Regions from separate parts of the Zea mays genome. Here all the other regions are linked to region 3. A link is a contact called in public Hi-C data. All regions are on one chromosome and are shown on one strand. The core of a region is the stretch at or near the end of the contact, and the rest is flanking DNA. Distances in the headings are between cores, read along the strand shown. Region 1 has its middle 46 kb from the start of LOC118472958. Region 2 holds the start of LOC103632708 (probable plastidic glucose transporter 1). Region 3 holds the start of LOC103632711 (monoacylglycerol lipase).

Region 1 (4,606 bases), core at 1,729-4,228, 160 kb before region 3:
CTGACATCCACGCATAATTCAACGGCACGATGGCCGGCAATCACATCTATATATATTCAATCCATGAGACATCAATACATGATGTATGGCCAATGCATAAAATGATAAGGACATGCAACCAACGCACAAATACTAGAATGCGGTAATGATGGTAATCGTTCCAAGCCAAATAACCTAATACATTAAGTAGATTCTTGTTCCTTCAATAAAAAAGGAACCCTAAGGATATATAGAACTAGAGCAAAAACACTAAAACCCTTTTCATATATATATATATCCGCTTCTATTCTATCCTTGGAATATGCATGTTTTAGAGTTTGGCATTCTTTCTTTTTCTTTTATTAATCTACTAGAAAAAGGTTATCCACACAATCTAGCATATCAGAGAGATGGTTATCCAAATTTTGTTTATCCACACAATCTAGCATGATTATCCAAAGCACACCCAACTTAACTATAAATAAGAGGCATGAATTTATGACATGAGGGTGCTTACACAATCGAGCAGTGGTCGGGCCAGCGATGTGCAGAGTTGGGGCTGGGGCCGGTCAGCTTGTCGGTGGTGGGCTAGAGCTCGCCGGTGGGCGGGTGAGGGAGAGGGAGGCGGCGGCGGGTAAGGGAGCGGGAGGCGGCGGGTAAGGGAGCGGGAGGCGGCGGTGGCGGCGGGTGAGCGGGTGAGTGAGAGGAGAGGAAGAAGGAGAAGCCTTTCGGCTGGTATATTTCACATTCTTTGTCGAGTGCCCGCAATCTGGCACTCCACAAAGATTTTTTTTAATTTAAAAATATTCTTTGCCAAGTGCTAGATCGCGGGCACTCGGCAAAGACGTCTTTGCCGAGTGCCAATTGACAGGCACTCGACAAAGGCATATTTCCCGAGTGCCAACGGACAAGCACTCGGCAAAGGTCTGTTCTAGGGTCTTTGTCGAGTGTCATCCCCTTGGCACTCGGCAAAGTATATTTTAATTTTTTGATTTTTGGCAACCAAACTTTTTGTGGTATGTTCCTACACTATGTAGACCTACATGTACCATTTTGGGACAATTATAAAAGTGTTTTATATAACTATTAGATTTAGTTCGTTTATTTGAATTTCTTCGAAAAATTCAAATTTGAACTGCAAGTCACTCGAAACATGGAAAACCGTACATGCAAAAATGATATTTATGCTATTTAGTACAAGTTACGACTGATTTCAGGAGGGGACCGGAAACTTCGAGCACCAAACTCACTAAACATGGCAGTGAACTTGCCATCCACATGTTTAAAAATTGTATAAAACACAAACAAAGTCAAAAAATCATGAAACTTGTCCACATGTCATGATATCATATACAGAGGATGTGATAAAAATTCAAGAATGTTTCAAAAAAAGTTGTGAGACAGTATGTGTATAAACCTAAGAGAACTACACATGAAATCATAGAGTTTCAACGTAGTTCTCTTAGGTTTCTACACATACTGCCTCACAACTTTCTCGAAACATTCTCAAATTTTTATCACGACCTCTATATATGATATCATGACATGTGGAAAAAATTCATGATTTTCAGATTTTATTTGTGTTTTATATAATTTTAAAACAGTTGGATGGCAAGTTCACGACCATATGTTTAGTGAGCTTGGTGCTCGAAGTTTCTGGTCCGCTCCTAAAATCGGTCGTAACTTGTGCTAAATAGCATGTATATCATTTTTGCATGCACGGTTTTTTCAAGTTTCGAGTGACTTGCAGCTCAAATCTGAATTATATAAGAAAATTCCATTAACCGAACTAAATCCAATAGTTATAGGAAACACTTTTATAATTGTGCCAAAATGGTACATGTAGGTCTACATAGTGTAGGAACATACCACAAAAAGTTTGGTTGGGAAAAGAAAAAAAAATATACTTTACCGAGTGTTTAAAGATGACACTCGGCAAATAATTCTTTGTCGAGTGTCTGCAGGTTGACACTCGGCCCTCGGCAAAGGTTAACGGCCGTCAACTTTAGACGGCCGCTGACGACCCTTTGCCGAGCGCCACCTTCGCCGAGTGCTTGACTCTCGGTAAAGATATCTTTGCCGAGTGTATTTCTATGCCGAAAGTCCTGCTCTCGGTAAACGCGTTGTTTACCGAGAGGGGGACTTTACCGAGTGCGACACTCGATAAAAGTTTCTTTACCGAGTGCCCGATAAAAAGCATTCGGCAAAGTGCCGAGTACTCGGCAAAGCCATGGATTCGGTAGTGTACAGCGAGCAGAACATCGCATTAAGGATGGCAGTAGAAACCAAGCGCACAACTTTCATTTCCTCTCTTATTTATTCATCACAGTATCAGTAGTGTACTACTGAACTAGCTAGTGTTCTTAGTAATTATTTTTTTTTGACAATTTAATCTTAGATCAGCTGTGTGTGCATTTGACACGGGGACCACGCCGAAACTGTTCCCGGTCGAAGCGCCTGTCCGCCTGTCGCCATGCCCCATGCCATGCAACGGTCGTGCATGCGAGAAGCGAATCAGTGGACGACGGTCGTAGTGTCAGCAAGAGCGAGCAAGCCCACCGGCGTAGCCAGCGGCGCAGGCTAAAGCCGCAGGGCAGGGAGCCAGGGACGAGACGACTAGTACGTAGCAACGAAGCGAGCGCGCGCCCCAAAGAGCAAAGCGGCACGGTGCGTTGGGTACGCAGGGTGTAATTGCGAGGGCTACTCCGCCTAGGACTACACTACTCTACTACGGAGTACTTCTCGTCACGGCTGTACTAGTAGTACACTGTAGCGCACCTGGATTACGGGCTACCCAGGGCTGGACAGGGGGCAGGCAGCAGCTGTATACTAGGTGTCCAACGGAACGGAAACCGAGCGATGATTGCCTTGATTGGGTTCGGGGGCCTTTGACCACCTGCCACTTTTCTGACTTCTGTGTCTCTCTCTCCGATAGGGTAACCGAGGAGGGAGAGAGGGACGCACGGTCCGTTTGTGTCGCCCGCGGCCCAGTAGGCCGTTGGACAGATGGGCTGGTTTGGGAGGGCTGACACCGACGTTACGTAAGTCCAAATATATGGACCTGGGGCCTGGGCCGGGTTTCGACGACAAGATTATTCAGCTTTTGTTTCACGTGCGCACCAAGGACAAGGAGTTCCTTTTGCTTGCCAAGCTAGGCGAGTCAAAAAAAAAAGAAAAAGAAATATAACGAAACGTCCCCATAAAACCGTTTGGTATGTACTAGTCTCTTCAGTGGCGCGGACCCAGAAATCTTAAAGAACATGGACAAAGATAATACTCATACTATTAATATACAAATTTGCCTAATTTTTATCCATGTCATCCTCATTTTTCCAAGAGGTTTCTATTTTTTTAAGGAAAATTAGTTAATTTTTTCTTGCGAAAATAAGAATCCCTTAGAAAAATAGAGTTGTCAAATCAGCCCTAACTATTTTTTACTGTTTGGTGTACCTTTACAAGTTCATTAACACTAAAGGCTAGTTTGGAAACTTCATTTTACCCCCTTTGCTTTTAATGAGGGCGACGAGTTCGCCGCGGATGACTCACCGGACAGTCCGGTGCACCACCGGACGGTCCGGTGAATTATAGTCGTACGCCGCCGTCGAGTCCCGAGAGCGGCCCTTTCACGTGGACCAGTCTGGCGCATCGGACACTGTCCGGTGTGCCACACCGAGCTAAGGATTGGCTGCATAGAGCCAAGCTTTTCCCTTTTTTCTTTCTTCTTCTTTAGTCACTATTTCTAGCACTTGGATAACCATGTTAGTACACAAAACAATTTACCAAGTCTAGAAACATACCTTTTTCCTTGATTTCCACTTCTCTCTTTATTTTGCACATTAGAACTCAACTAAATGTGTTGGACACTTAATCACCAAAACATTATAGAAATTGCCCAAGGACACATTTCCCTTTCAATCTCCCCCTTTTTGGTGATTTATGCCAACACAACCAAAAGCAACCAAAAGAAGTGCAACATCAATGCAATTGAAGACCAAATTGTTTTTTACTATAATTTGGCATATTAGGATCGCTCTTTGCCACCACTTGGTTTTGTTTTTGCAAATCAAATTCATTTTCCTATTTCTAAGTCAAACACACTTGTTTGAGCACATAAAGAGTTATTCCAAGAGTAAAATTGATCAAGTGCCAAAAACTCCTCCTTTTTCCCATAATCAAAATTCTCCCCCACAAGAGACCAAATTTTGCAATAAGAGTATTTTGTATAAATCAAAAATTCAAACTCTATTATTTTTGAAATTAACAAGTGGTAGCTGATCCATTTGCTTTGGCCTTAATTTCCCCCCCTTTGGCATTAAGCACCAAAACAGAATCATTATTGGCCCTTTAACCCCATTGCCTCACCAAAAATGTCAATTAAGAGCAAAAAGGCAATGAGAGCATAAGTATGAACTTGGAGGTGAGTACACTAATACCGGAGTGCAGTGGAAGTCTTTTCATTGTCCAAGTTCACCTTTCCCTTTCAATGCACCTTTGAGACTACATCAAGTATACTCAAACAAACAGATTAGTATCAAAGGGTCAAGTTGTAGCACATCTCCCCCTAAATATGTGCATCATTCACACATGGACTTGTGAGGTCCGGGGATCCCTTGCACAACTTGAGCAC
Region 2 (4,923 bases), core at 1,280-3,779, 140 kb after region 3:
TGATGAGTACATCCTGTTATTTTTTTCTATTATCATGTAGTGCAGCAGAAATAAACTTAAACAAATGATGACTTACATCATTAAGATGCATAAATGCCAACAAGAGATGCCTCACCAATGTGGATCACTCTCAGAAGGTATCCCCAAGGAAAGTGCAGCAATTATGCCTAGACATGTTCCAATTTGACACAGAGTCCCCAAAGTGCCCCTATATTTTGTTGGAGCAACCTAGAAAAAGCATATAAAGGGTTAAAAAGATATAGAGAAACAAAATCATGAAAAGAGTATTAGGAAAATATCCATAGATTAGATAGCATATAACAGCGATGACCAGTTACAAAATAATAAAAGTCAATTACCTCAGAGATGTATATTGGAACAAGAACAGTGTTTACGCCGATCCCGATGCCAACAAGGAATCTTCCCAAAAGCATCTCATCCAAAGAATCAGCCTGTGCACTGTAACATAGCTTTCCCTTAAGGAAAAAAATATGATAACTTAATATACAACAAATGGTAATGTATGAAATAGAAATGCTGCTGAGAGGAAGTTCTGAAACTTGATGGCCAAATTCAATACAAGTAAACACTACACTTGTTAGGGTTCCTTGCCCTCTCGGGAAGATGGCATAGGGAAAAGAGATGAGGGGCTGGCAAGCGATTGGTCGCAGGTTGTGGTTGGCGCTTGGGCGTCGTGATCACAGGCTGCGGGAGGGAACAGGAGGCGCAGGTGAGTCCAGATTGGTTGCAAATTGCTTGCTTTATTCCTTTCTTCCCTGGCATTATATAGCCAAGGCCGCCTAGTACATCTTAACAACCATCCGATAAGATAAGGGAGCTATCCATCTAATCTATCAAGATCTAATAATCTTATGATAAGATAAGGCAGCTATCCATCTAACTAACTGTCATATGTTCTTATCCACTAATGGTGATTATCTCTTATCTACTGATATGGGCTTATCCCCATGGGTCCTGCGCCTCTGATATTATAGGCCGGGCATAACACTGGTCAGCAGAAACTATGCAAAGTCAGGACTTCAGGAATATAGAACACGGTAAAGTGGAAGTAAAAACCTCAGGAGAGCTCCAATAATCAATGGAATACTGTCGATCTGAAGGGTCCTCTTGCAGCCGAACTTATCTACTAATGCAGATGAGCCTAAGCTCCCAAAAAAGGCACCAACAATGAATATGCTCACCACAAGACCTTGGAGGAACGGATTTCCTTGAAAACCAAGCTGGGTTGCAATATCTTCTATTGGACCGTTCATAACCCTGCAACCATATCATGCACCAAGACTTAAGTTCAATGCTTCAGCAAGCATATCTGCAACATAAAAATGTACAATACATTGGATGACACAGCCCACTAAAGAGTCACATACCTATAAATTAAGATAATCCAAGTCCATTTTCTCATTATTACAAATGGCATATTATTTCCCAAAATAAACTTGTTGGCATATTCAACTAGTAGTGCAGGCAGCACTGAAAATGTTCTCAAACAAAATGGATTAGGGAGCAGTCATTCATTCTCTACTATGACGCCATGCAGTGGTGGAATAGGCACCAGTGATCAGTTGAGTGACATAACTAGTCACAGACATATCACTCCTAAACGAGGTTACGATGCAAAATCAATTAGCTAGTTGAATATAAATTGAAGCAGCACACTGCACGCACCCAATGTGGTAACCGAATAGGAAGTTTGCCATTGACGCAGTGAACACATGCGGGAAAGCCCTCAACCACCCAAGATCAGCGCCGCCACCTCCGTCACCACCACCGCCACCTCCCCCGGCCCTCGCATCGAGGCCTATCACGACGAAATCAACGCCCGTGTCAATCCATCAGCACCAGCAGTAGCGGGAGCAACCAACAATCCAGAAGGCGGCCGCGCTGCCCCCGCACCTGAGCCGGCGCTCGCCTCGTCCGGCGGTGGCGGAGCTAAGGGTGGCGGGGCCGGGTTACTCTCGACCGCCGCAAGGCACGGCGGACAGAGCTCGAGGCGCCGTGGCAGGGCGCGGAGAGCGGCCGCCCTAACCACGGCCGGCCGCGCACGCCATGAGGGACCGGGCCGCGGCCGCGGAAAGTGCAGTGCGGGAGAGGCGGGCAGTGGCAGCAGCGCCGCGGCGAGGGGCGTCGGCATCGCGGCGTGGGGCGGAAGCGGCGATTCGTCGAGCAGGTGGCAGGCGCGACAACGAAGGCGGGGCAGGCGCGAGCCTAGAGAAAGAGAAACGGGTGGTGGAGGAGAAGGGCTCCCGGCCGGAAAAAACTTCTTTACATACCGGATGTAAAGGATCTTTTTACAGCCTCTTACATATACTAGCTGCTAGTCCATATCTATATACTACTAATTAAGAACGCAGGGGGTAGGCTGCCCCATTCCTGGTTCTGTCATTCCCATTCTCAATTCCTGTGTGTTTGCATTCCCATTCCGCGCATGTGATCTGTTTCCTATTCCCAAGCGTCCCACGCATGTGACCCACGCATGTGACCCGTTTCCCATTCCCAAGCGTCTCGCGCACCGCGACCAAATTTTTACCAAAAAAGCTAGCAGCGTGGGTTAAAGCTCACAGCCAACCAAGACTACACATGTTGTGGTGCGCACTAGACCTTATAAACAAGTGTGTGCACAGTTCAGTGAACAATATGGTATTATTTTTAGATTGCCAACACGGATTACACTTTTCCTGGGAGGCCCATCTGCTTGTGGCCCAGAGCAGCCCACCCCAGCGCGTCGTCCTCCTCCATAGGGCCACCCCGCGCGCCGTCCTCCTCCGCTCCACCCTGGCGTGCCGTCAATGCCAGGGCGGCCCACCCCCGCGCGTCGTCCTCCTCCACAGCCCACCCCGCGCGCCGTCCACCTCCGCTCCACCCTGGCGCGTCGTCGTCGCTAGGGCACCCCACCCCCGCGCGCCACGAGGCTCATCCCCGTGCGCCGTCATCGCCAGGGCTCCCCACCCCCGCGCGCCACGATCTCCATTGCTGCACCAGCTGCAATCCCCCACAATCTCCCTCTGAACTGCTCCACTCCCTCCACTTCGATGAGGATAAATGTGGGCGCGACGTCTCCACGCTCTTCTTTCCCTTCTTCCTGCCACGCTTGATCTCGCCGTCCTCCTTGCCAGCAGACTTGCCCGCGGGGACCCGCTTCTCCGCCTTGGGCTTCTTCCCGGCGGTCGTCTTCTCCGCCGCGGGCTTCTCCTCAGAAGAACCATCAAGTAAGTTGTATAGTGCACTGATAAACCTGCACTAAAATACCTTGGATATTGATCTGGAGAATTTATGTGCCTTGAAGCTTTCCAGTTATTGTTTGATGTGGAACAGTTTGTCTTAGCTGACAATATTCTCTCATATAAAAGATCTGCAATCAATAAAGGTTAGCCAATGAGACCACATAAGCACAAACTTATATAGAGGTTATTGAAGAAAAATAAACTAACTTGATGTAGCCTGAACAGAACATAAAATGAGTCATTTCCATTAAATCTGCTGGTAGAACCTTCATTTTGTTTAGAAGTTCCATCTACAGCTTCATCTGAGCAAACACAGAAGTGTTCCTCTTTCATTTCACCATTAGGAGATAATTCACCCTCTTCTGTTTCATGCCTTAAATTGTTGTGGGACACCGAATATGCACTAAATGGATGTACACCCAATCCATACAAAGATGTCATCCTGTCATGTTTTATTCTCTGTTGAAATGATAATGATTATTAATAAAAAAAATTGGGTTTCTTCAATGTTTTTAAAGCATATAGAAAAGATGTGGAACCCTGAATCCTATCACTTATGTATCTAATTTTGATGCTTTCACCACGTATGATTGGATTGAACAACAAAAACGAATGGTAGGAATAACACGTGCATCAGCAACAGTCATGAAGAGAAAATAGATCCAGTTTATGCAAGACCCTACCTTCATAGACTGTGATAAATAAAAAGTATTAGTTTATATTATGATTTTGAGCACATAATATGAACAAGAATGAAGAACATAAAGTTACATACCTCTCCTCATCCGGCCGAATCAGCGGTCGCCTGTCCCAAAGTATGGGACGTTGAGGGAGACTCGCGGGACCTCGCAGGTAGATGTTCCTCGAACCTGAGGCGTCCTGCTGCTGGTCGTCGTCGTCATGAGGCGCCGTCTGCTGCTGGACAAGGTCGTCCTACTGCTCTGTCTCGTCCGCCGTCCTCCTCCTCCTCCCCTCCTCCTTAGCCAATTATCGCCGACCATATTTGTCCAAAAACCTACAATTAAACTGTATTTGTGGGCCTTCGAGTGATGGATGTGAGAGACCGTAAAAGATAAGGTTTACATCCGATATGTACGGAATTTTCTTCGGGGTTCGTAGTCCTCCGGCTCGTGACTGGGAGCGTGCCAAGTGTCAGTGTCAGGTTGCGTTTCCTCGGCGACTCGGCGTTGGTGCATTGACTGCATTCCCTCCCGACTTGCCGTTGTTCCAGCCTGTGTTGAAATTTGAAAATCAACCCAAAGATGATTTTCAAATGAAAAAATAAATAAACTAATAGGAAGCCAGTGCAAAGATATTGTATCGTGGAGATTTAATCGATTATAAATGTGGTAAATTGTTGACATTTATTCTTAGACAAACTGTATATATGCATCGATTGTACCGTATACCACCTTTTTTGTTGAATAAGCAATACTTCATGAGTTTGGGTAATTTACTTTAGTTTAATAGTGTTCTTTCCGTAAAGCAGTTTACTAGGAGTATCATAAATGCGCAGGCACGCAGCCACCGCATCCAAGCTTGAAATGATTTTTGTTGACGCCTTTTCGGAGCGTCAAATACTCAAGAAAAACCGGCGGCGGTGCTCTCTGGTCAGGCGCGGACGGTCCGCGGCCTGGGGCCGGACGGTCCGCGACCTGGCGCAGGGGCTAGGGTTTTCTGC
Region 3 (4,947 bases), core at 285-2,784:
AATAATTATATAAAGGGTTTCTTTTGGAATTAAATTTTAAGCTTCGTTCCCATGTCTTGTTTGTTTGAGACTTAAGATCCTTTTGCATTGGTGTTTTTAATCATAAAAGATGGATATATCGATCTGCATAATTTCTGAGAATTTGTATGCTTTATCCTGATATCATAACCAGTTCTGAGTTTCCAACAATGTCGAGCCAGAGCAAAACTTGATGAAGGATCAATATTCACTGAATCGTCAAAAGTCTTAGCCATGCAGATTGCCAATTTCTTCTACTATTGCCAACCGATTTTCTTCTGCCACTGCCAACCAATCTGGCAAAGGTAAAGGAGAGGCTACAAATAGCAGACTGGTATAGCTACAATCTTTTACTCACATTCTTTAAAGATTATCATCACAATCAAAGTTCTAACAAGTGTCATTATGTAAAGGCAAAGGACTTCAGAGATTGGTGCCAGAGTGAATGGGCCAGACTAACTAGAACAAATGGCATCGAACTCTGCAGAGAAACACAAACAACATCAGATAAGGTAGGGGCAATGAGGGAATACAAGTTGAACATAAAGCTCCAAATATCTACAATCCAAACAAACTAGATAGGGATAATGTATAATCTAGATAATATAGAATCTAGATTTCGATTTGTATCTCATCTAAACGCAGCCTTCAGCAACCAATGGACCATTAGGACTGGTTTGGTGGACATGAAAATGAAGGGGGTCCATGGGTTTGAATCAACCCATGGATCCCCTCTATTTACCTGTCCACCAAACTAGCCATCAATGTTCGCCCACTACGCTTCCACTAAAACCACGACACATGCAAATACAATGCCAAGAAAACTGCCGCACATACCCTTTTCAAGTCCATCTACATCAAGGTTAGATATCTCGTGCGGGAAATCTCCGTCCATATTTCCCGTTCCCGTAGATAGACGGTTTTGGTTTCTGACGATTTTTTTCATTAATTTCATTTGAAAAAATCTTGATAAAAAATTATGAATTTTTTTATAAAAAATAGAGGGCTCAAGGAGTTCAGAAATATATTTGTTGTTCAAAAATTTATCTTTTGGTGTCAGAAAATTGAGTTCTTTTAGAACCATTAATCCGAACTCAAGCATGTTTTTACCGAAAACCGCTCAAGAACATTGAAAACCGTTTTTCAAATTAAAATTACAAATCGTTGGAGTTTAGCGGCTTTTGGACGGTTTTCGTCTGTGTCTTGTTCTCGGGGATAAGCGAGATATGGGTTTTAAACGAGATGGTGAACTTTGACCTACATACACTGACATCCAACAAAGACGCTTCAACTCCCGCACTTGGACCTACGTGTCAAACTCACGTCGACGCGCGTCCTGGGTTAGGCCAGCGCTGTTGAGGGAGACATTGGCAATTTTGCCATTATGATTTATGGGCTTCGCCAGTATGCCATCGGACCCACAAATCATAGACACAGATGGTCCCACCAGTCATAGACACGGGATGACATAATAACAGACAACCAAAATTGAGAGTGGCAAAATCACAAATTTCTCGCTGTTGAGGGTGAGGGATTCCAAATTTTTTTCCGTGTGTGTCTATATAAAAAAATTCGGGGGAGCATAATAACGGCCGCGCGAAAGAATTGATGGGAGATTTCTTTCTTATATAACCATCATCGGGGAAGCTTCTATTCCGAGATCCCTTGCCCTGTCCCTTGTCCCATTCCGTGCTTCCAAAGTTCCATTTCTCCCCCTCCTCCGGCCTAGTCGGCGCCTCGCTGACATGTGGGCCCCACCCGCGGCGTCGCCGACAGGGGCATTCCCCTCGCTCCGGCCGTCGAGGACGGCGGTGGTCCGCGTCCTAGTCACGCTGCCTGCCGCTGCGCGGCCGCAGGATCAGCCGCGGCGGCGGCTCTGTCTCGCGGTACCACGGCCCGCTCCGGAGATGGCCTCTGCGGCTGCTGAAGGGGAGGGGGAGGAGGAGGACGTGGTGGTGGTGGAAGGGGACACGGGGAAGAAGACGGCGGTGGAGATGGACGCGACGGTGAGGCGGGAGCTGGCGATCCGGAGACTGCGAGAGGAGGCCGAGGAGGAGGCGAACGAGGCGGGGACGAGGAGGAGGAGCAGCAGAAGGGATTTCGCCGTGTTCGAGACCGCCAGGGGCGACGCGCTCTTCACGCAATCGTGGACTCCGGCCGCCGACGATCGCCTCAAGTATTCACATCTGCCCTACCCCACTAACCCGCGACTTCCTTTTTTTGAATCATATAAGTGCGAGCTGTGTTGGAACGTGATGAAATCGAGCGGTTGGGTATTCAAACCTGACATGTTGAGATAATTTAGGACCGTGTTATTTTGGCGGGATTGATCTGTTAGATGGTTTGGTGGTGTTGCCGTGTTTGTAGCATCGAGCAGGTGCATGATTAAAATCCTTTTGTTTTTTGTTGTTGCTGTTTGCATTAGGGGAATCAGTTTGTCTTGTAGTGAAGGGGATTGGAAAACATGTCGATGTTATGTTCTACTGGGGCCGGAAGCTTGCATGTCTCTTCTGGAGCTTCTTTAGGATTAGATCATGCAAAAGTGGGGTTACTACAAGGAAATGTTGTTGGGGACTGTATTCTATTGGACCCACTTCACACCTAATGGTTAGAAGATTTCTTTGCATGTTTGTATTGGTATTTGGTAATGATCGAAAGAATCCTAGTTTCCTAGATGATTTGATTAGTATCAGCTCTTCTTTGAATTGTGCATTGTTGGTACCTTTTCAAGTGATGATATGGATACAAGAATGCACTAGCAAAGTAGACTTGATTTACAAATACCAAGGCCATGTTGCCTACACGTATGCATGTTCTAGATATCAAGACCTACATGTGTTATATGTTTTGGAAACCTTCAACCTACAGGAGGCATATTATCTTGAACTGTACATGAATGATGAAATGGTTACCAGTTTAATCCATGAGATGATACACTAGTACCTTGAAAGCCTCATTTTTTCATTTCATTCTAGTAATTAACTTGTCTTTTACTTTTTCATGCTTCTCAAATATGCAGGGGCGTTGTTATACTGTTGCATGGTCTAAATGAGCATAGGTACAGAACATATGCTGTAATGTATTCCATGATTGTTTTACATAGTGGCTTTTGCTGACAGCATTGATTTACAGTGGAAGGTACAGCCATTTCGCAAAACTGTTGAATGATCAAGGGCTTAAAGTTTATGCCATGGACTGGATTGGTGAGTTACTGTCACATATTAGTGCTCAAGTGTTAGTTTGGTGCAATCTGTGTATTGCTTTGAGTGGTCTCACTAAGACCATGTAAATCAATTGCCTCTAAGACAATATAAGATGCTTGATTTTAAGATCTTCAGTCTAGAAATAAAACTATTATATTATGAACTTTAGATGGTCTTACTCTTGAAAGGGATTATTCGGTCCACAACACCACAAATGTTCCAGTGATATATTCATAATTTAGATGGCTAAAGACTAGTCCATCATTCCCTTTCAAGTTACTGCAGTGAGCTTCAGTATCATGAGGTCGCTACCTCTGTTTAATTCTGCATGTCACATTGTGGTAGGATGTCTCAATGAAAGCCTCTCCAAATGTTTCTTATACTTTATTTTGACTAAACAGAGCTGTTGGGCCAGATTGAGTCTGACTTGGACTTTATTCTGAATATCTGCTATAAATGATATAATGATACAAGTGCAGTGATCAGAAGGTTTTCATATTTAGCAGATCTTGGACCTTTTTATTGACTCAATGTTGCATGTGCTACTCTTAACTAGTCCTTTCTCTTCTATGCTATGGCATGGAACTGATTTTTTTACTTTCATTTCTTCTCTTGTTATGCGTATCTGGCAGTTGTTTGATTTTCATCTTCTTGTATTTTGTCTCCGAAGGACATGGTGGAAGTGATGGAGTTCATGGATATGTTTCGTCACTTGATCATGCTGTTGGTGACTTGGTACTGTTTCGTACATACAGAATTGTGCACAGATATAAATTTCAAGTTGCAGTTTTTTTTTCTTGCAGTATTTTCTCAATCTATTTTTGAAGTTCCTTCCTGTGCAGAAAGAATTTCTGGAGGATGTTGTATTGGAGGAAAACCATGGTTTGCCGTGCTTCTTATTTGGGCACTCCACAGGTGGAGCTATTGTTTTGAAGGTAAAGCAATAATGTTTGACTTAATTGACCTTTTCAGTAAGACCGTAAGTCACATAAGCAGGATTGGAATTTCAATTATTTTTCCTGTTTGCATGAATGTCCAAAGGCCGCGCTGGATCCTTCTGTAGAACTTCATGTAGAAGGTGTGGTCTTAACGTCGCCAGCTATTCATGTTCAACCATCTCATCCAATCATCAAAGTAAGCAATAGATGTTTCTCTTCAACGAAACTATATCCTTGTTTTGTGTGACGACATCCTTCTACACGAGTACATGAGGGAGATTGTCTTGCATGTTCAATTTGTTCTTTACTTTAATGTTGAAATGAAATAAACAGGCCTTTTTACCTGGCAATCCAAGGCAGAATTGAATTTCCAATGATTCATTACCATGCCTGTTTCTATAGGATCAAGAAACCATTTTGTGTTAGTTCTTACACAAGAATGGCTGTTTGACTGCAGCACAGAACCCATTCATTTAATGTTCTTCTTTAGGTCATTTTTATGTTTTGATCTGGATGATGTGGTTATTAGCGACTGTAACAGGAACTTCAGTGGGGCCTTTTCTTATTGTTGGACTCTGAAATGCTTATGTTTTGTCATTTCTCAAACATCAGGTTGTTGCACCAATATTCTCCATGTTAGCTCCAAAATACCGTGTCAGTGCTTTGCATAAGAGAGGACCTCCTGTTTCCCGCGATCCAGAGGCTCTGAAGATGAAATATTCAGATCCCCTGGTGTATACTGGACCAATTAGAGTCAGAACTGGCAATGAAATCCTCCGGATATCATC

Evidence for each region. Hi-C and Micro-C count contacts between places; a contact is called where the count stands out from the background.
Region 1: a Hi-C map of bundle sheath shows a contact between it and region 3, with 2.7 times the contacts expected there. The contact joins the enhancer-like site here to the promoter of LOC103632711 in region 3. A contact is called at or near these places in 2 of 25 Hi-C or Micro-C datasets (bundle sheath and leaf).
Region 2: a Hi-C map of leaf shows a contact between it and region 3, with 4 times the contacts expected there. The contact joins the promoter of LOC103632708 here to the promoter of LOC103632711 in region 3. A contact is called at or near these places in 4 of 25 Hi-C or Micro-C datasets (endosperm, leaf and tassel).

Annotation. Positions count from the first base shown.
Region 1 is chr7:111,740,928-111,745,533 of Zm-B73-REFERENCE-NAM-5.0, reverse strand. No RefSeq gene overlaps it. Among protein-coding and RNA genes, the nearest start is that of LOC118472958, 46 kb to the left of the region's middle. Within about 2 kb of position 2,978, at least 17 of the 20 cell types and tissues checked have an H3K27ac peak or open chromatin away from gene starts, as enhancers often do. A contact at or near this core is called in bundle sheath and leaf, where this site is marked.
Region 2 is chr7:111,430,886-111,435,808 of Zm-B73-REFERENCE-NAM-5.0, reverse strand. It overlaps LOC103632708 (probable plastidic glucose transporter 1), which reads right to left and starts at 2,529. Exons shown (of 12, transcript XM_020540979.3): 1 at 1,915-2,529; 2 at 1,687-1,819; 3 at 1,203-1,278; 4 at 360-476; 5 at 116-228. The coding sequence starts at 2,152.
Region 3 is chr7:111,574,844-111,579,790 of Zm-B73-REFERENCE-NAM-5.0, reverse strand. LOC103632711 (monoacylglycerol lipase) reads left to right here and starts at 1,534. Exons shown (of 7, transcript XM_008654456.4): 1 at 1,534-2,194; 2 at 3,038-3,076; 3 at 3,151-3,221; 4 at 3,892-3,956; 5 at 4,064-4,156; 6 at 4,263-4,355; 7 at 4,772-4,947. The coding sequence starts at 1,764.